Linked DNA regions of Capsicum annuum: region 1 is linked to region 2. Evidence: chromatin contacts called from public Hi-C data. All regions are on one chromosome and are shown on one strand. Each heading gives the region's core, a stretch centred on a gene start, on an enhancer-like site or on the middle of the called end of the contact. The rest is flanking DNA. Distances are from core to core; before and after follow the strand shown.

Evidence for each region. Hi-C and Micro-C count contacts between places; a contact is called where the count stands out from the background.
Region 1: a Hi-C map of bud shows a contact between it and region 2, with 9 times the contacts expected there. The contact joins the promoter of LOC107840952 here to the promoter of LOC107840956 in region 2. A contact is called at or near these places in 3 of 5 Hi-C or Micro-C datasets (bud, leaf and placenta).

Annotation. Positions count from the first base shown.
Region 1 is chr9:216,298,280-216,300,979 of UCD10Xv1.1, reverse strand. LOC107840952 (splicing factor U2af large subunit A) reads left to right here and starts at 1,274. Exons shown (of 14, transcript XM_016684907.2): 1 at 1,274-1,430.
Region 2 is chr9:215,944,821-215,947,560 of UCD10Xv1.1, reverse strand. It overlaps LOC107840956 (serine acetyltransferase 5), which reads left to right and starts at 1,310. Exons shown (of 2, transcript XM_016684916.2): 1 at 1,310-2,114. The coding sequence starts at 1,722.

The DNA.
Region 1 (2,700 bases), core at 25-2,524, 350 kb before region 2:
AGCCCCACGCCCCAACCCCCTCGGACAAGACCCTAACCACCCATTACCGCCCACAGCCACAACTACACGCAAAAAATAGGGAAGTAAAAGGATATAGCCGGTGGCAATATCCAAGCAGCAGCCAGGAGATACAAGGCACACACACGTTGACGGGACTACTCCCGAAGCAAAACTAAGCAGCGACCGCCGCAACAGCAACAACAGTCAACAGACAATGTTCACAATATGAAATATGAGATAACGAACTAAAATGCGATATGAAATATGAGATAACGAACTAAAATGCAATATGAAATAACGAAATAATGAAATAATGAAATAACAAAGGTTAGAAGTCACCGGATTTCGCTTGGGGCTGCGGCTGAGGACGACGGCGTGGCGGGTGCAGGCGGGGTCTCGGTTCAAACTGATCATTACATGTGCGTAATATATTCTCACAGAAGGAAAAAAAAACATAACAACGCAATCACAACAAATTGATCATTACATAATGACGGTTCAAACACTATCAACAACAACAACAAATAATATATTCTCACCAAGTGGGGTATGGGAGGATCAAATGTGCGTAATCCATACCACTAACCCCCAATAAAGTAGAGAGTTTGTTTTTGCCAAACCCTTGCTTAGTATTAAAAATCTATATAAAAAGATGTAATAAAAAATTAAAAAAAGGTTGACTATCACGCTAACAGAGAATAATGAAAACAAGACACCCACATAGAAGTACTATAAATTAGGGCAAACAACATACATCTCGACAGTTTGGAGATTAGTTACCGAAAATTCCAACATTTTGCATAATTACTGAAAACCTCAATTTTAGGTATGTCGAGATACATAATTAGCTTATGCTACATCCAACGCCGATTCATTTTTTCCTTTGTAAGAATACATAATTAGCTCTAATACATTATTTTCGATTCTAGATCTGTCGAGATACATAACACATCTAATACAATACATTTTTTCCTTTTTAAAGATACATAATTAACCCTCGATACATTTTTTCTGATTTTAGTCCCGTCGAGATACATAATTAGCTCTAGATATATCCAATAAAGATACATAATTAATTTTTCTTTTTAATTACTTTGTAAGGATAAAAATTTACATAAATATGATAAGTTAACATATATGTTTATATTATTTTGAAACTACAAAAATCACCAAACACCTAGAACAAGAAACACTGGCAAACCATTGGGCCCAAACATTGTCAATTGGCCCAATAGCCCATTTTATAAAATCCTCATAGTTCCCATTAAAGAATCGTTTTGCTCGTTTTTCTTTTTGTTCTCCAATCGCTTTTGTTTTCCCCTACACGTTTAACAAACCCTAGCAAGTTAAAACCGATCGCCGACCAATTTTCCGGTTCACTTCAAGCCATTTACCGGTTCAACTCGCCGGAGCAGTTAAATCGTTGTCCGGTTCGTTCTGTTCTTTAAATAGTGAATACGAAATTATATAATTGTTTGAAATTGATTGATTTTTCGCATATATTTTTGTAAGCAAATTTATGATGTATCGTATCGTTGGAATTTGTGCCATATGGATTATGAAATTATCAAAATAGTACTTTGTTTTGTCTAAGAGAAATTATGATGTGTCGTATCGTTGGAATTCGTGCCACCTGAATTATGAAATTATCATTACTTTATTTTGTCTAAGAGAAATTATGATGTGTCATATCGGTAGAGTTTGAACTGTGAATTATAAGGATAGTACTTTTGTTTTTTTTTTGATAATCGCGGTGGAAGGTGTAGGTGGTGAGTGTTGTGTTGCTTTATTGATGGGATAGGGCTTGGTGTGTTAGTCTAGAGCACCGTGTTTTTGTAGTATCATTGGAATTCGTGCCATCTGAATTATGAATTGTAGGGATAGTACTTCTATTTTATTTTCTTAATAATCGCAATGGAAGGTTAGTAGATGGTTGAACGTTGTGTTGCTTTATTGATGGGATAGGTTTTGGTGGTAGTATGGAGCACCGTGTTTGTGGTAGTATAATTTGGATTCGTGCCATCTGAATTATGAATTATAAGGATAGTATTTTTATTTTTTGTGATAATCGAGGTGGAAGGTGTAGGTGGTCGAATGTTGTGTTGCTTTATTGATGGGATAGGGCTTGGTGTTAGTCTAGAGCACCGTGTTTGTCGTAGTATCATTGGAATTTATTCCATCTGAATTATGAATTATAAGGATAGTACTTTTATTTTTTTTGATAATCGCGGTGGAAGGTTAGTAGGTGGTCAAGCGTTGTGTTGCTTTATTGATGGGATAGGGCTTGGTGTTTGTCTAGAGGACTGTGTTTTGTGGTAGTATCATTGGAATTCATGCCAGCTGAATTATGAATAATTGTTATAGTACTTTTTTTTTTGATAATTGACATGGAAGGTTAGTAAGTAGTCGAGCCTCGTGTTGATTTATCAATGGATAGGTCTTGGTGGTAGTTTAGAGCACTGTGTTTGGCGCATTATTAAACTTATTCGTAATTAGGGGTGTACATAGGTCGGGTTGGTTCGTTTTTTTATTAAAATATAACCAAGCCAATAGTGTCGGTTTTCTAAATCTATAAACCCAATTAAACCAATATACAATTGATTTTTTTATTTCGGTTTTAGTCGGGTTTTTTCGAGTTTTTCGGTTTTTTGGTTTTCTTGGTTTTTTTACAATTATAATGTGATTGAAGAAAAAAATTAA
Region 2 (2,740 bases), core at 61-2,560:
TTAGTAATTAAATTTTAATCATTATTTTAAATTAATTAAACTTTAGTCACTGTTTAATGTGGAGACATTATTTGTTTCCATTGTATTATTTGTTTCATTTGTCAAAGATTCAAACTTTGATATACTCCCTCCGTCTCAAATTATCTATCCTAAATTTTTTAATTTGATTTTTTATTTTATTTTATTTTTTATTAATCAAGAAGAGACAAATTTTTTTTCATGTTTTACCCTTTGCATTAATTATTTTTTCTTCAAATTAAAATATAAACACTATTTAATAGAAGCACTAAAGTAAACTAGTCATATTATTAATTATTTTTGTTAATAAATATGTCATCTCAATTTGTGACGGAGGGTAGTATTTTTTCCCCCATAAAATAACACCTTCTAGAAATAACACCGTCGCATAGGGGTGTGCATCGATCGATTCGATTCGATTTTACATATTATTGGTTAGGTTTATCGATTTTTGATTTTTAAATATGCTAAACCAATAGTCAAACCAATAAGATATTTTTTATCGATTTTCTATTTATCTATTTTTAGTCCTTAACGGTTTGATTTCGGTTTAACCGATAAAAAAATACTCATAAAATAGAAATATTAGTAACTAATATGAAAAAAAACTGAATCTTAGTTGCAACTAAAAATCCTATATAATGTGTTTTAATTTACAAGAATCTTAAGTTTGAACTAACTATTATCAGGAGAAATTAAGAGTTTGTATAATTGAAATAATATGTTTGCTAATTTGTATAAATTAAAGAGAAATTAAGAGAAATATATAATAATTCACACACACACACATATATATATATTGGGTTATCGATTTACCCAATAACCTAATAAGAAAAAATCGAACCGAACCAATAACCCAATATTTTTTTTAAAAAAACCGTTAACTCAATAACTCAATAATTAATAAACCAATAACATTTTTATCGATTCGATTTATCAGTCCGTTTGATTTTGCACACCCCTACCGTCGCATACTTATTTATGTATTTATTTGATTATAATTATAATAATTTTATCTAAGAAGTCGTTTAGTCCTAATATTAATTATTTTGAAAATAATTTTATAGTAATATAATTTCAAGATAATTCATTCCTAAATGAGTAATTCCATGCATTTATTCCAATTAAAAATGAGATAAAGCTCATGTTAAAAATAATCTTGAGATTAGTTATCCTCGTCCCTTCCTGCCAAAGAGCCGTAACATTCTAGAAAGTTAATTAGTCCAAAATCTTTCCACGTGTCATCTTTCTGTGCAATACTTACAAATCGATAAATACTTCCAAATCTCACCAACACTTCAAAAATCTGCCACCAAAACGGCACAGTTTTCCAAATTGCCGGCGGAAGAGTTATAGCTAATTTTTCCATAAATAACTCCTCTAAAAAGGGAAAAAAATCTCACAAAAATATTTTTCTATAAGGATCGTTTAGTTCCAATATTAATTATTTTGAGATTAACTATTTTATTATTAATTATATAACATTATAATTTTAAAATAGTTAATAATCAATAATTTATGTATTTTATCCAGTTTTAATATAAATAATTTTATTTTAAAATTAATATGTAGATTAGTTATACGACGGTAACATTCTAGAAAGTTGATAAGTTCAAATCTTTCCATGTGTCATCTTTAGATTAATCTATAAATACCCCCAAATCTCACAAGCTCCGCCAAAACAAACGGCACCGTTTCACAAAATGCCGGCGGAGGAACACCACCGTAACGCCACCCCAGCAACGCCGCATCCACCGACGGACACGGCGGAAGAAGCCATATGGCTATGGACACAAATCAAAGCCGAAGCTCGGCGCGACGCCGAAGCTGAGCCGGCATTAGCTAGCTATTTATACTCAACAATACTATCTCATTCTTCGCTCGAGCGTTCGCTCTCTTTCCATTTAGGAAATAAGCTTTGTTCTTCAACGCTTTTGTCTACGCTTCTCTACGATTTGTTCCTTAATACTTTCTCTACTGATCCTGAATTGCGTGCTGCTGCGTCGGCTGATTTGCTTGCGGCGCGGTATCGGGATCCGGCTTGTGTTTCGTTTTCGCATTGTTTGCTTAATTATAAAGGGTTCCTTGCTTGTCAGGTGCGTAATTAACAGTTTTCGTTCAATTTTTACTTGTTCAGTATTGAGTTGTTGCACGTTTTCGTTCAGTTTTAGTTGTTCGTTGTTGCACGTTTTCGTTCATTTTTACTTGTTCGGTATTGAGTCATTTTAGTTGTTAAGTATTGAGTTGTTGAGCGTTTTCGTTCGGTTTTACTTGTTTAGTATTGAGTTTGTCACACATTTTGTTCATTTTTACTTATCCAGTACTGAGTTGTTGCATGTTTTTGTTCGTTTTTAGTTGTTCTGTATTGAGTTGTTGCATGTTTTTGTTCAATTTTACCTGTCCGGTATTGAGTTGTTGCGCGTTTTCATTCATTTTTACTTGTTCGTTTTTGCATTGTTTGCTTAATTATAAAGGGTTCCTTTCATGTCAGCTTTCGTTCAATTTTTACTTGTTCAGTATTGTGTTGTTGCACGTTTTCGTTCAATTTTACCTGTCTAGTATTGAGTTGTTGCACATTTTCGTTCATTTTTGCTTGTTCGTTTTCGCATTGTTTGCTTAATTATAAAGGGTTGCTTGCTTGTCAGGTGCATAATTACCGGTTTTTGTTCAATTTTTAGTTGTTCAGTATTGAGTTGTTGCACGTTTTTTGGTTCAATTTTTA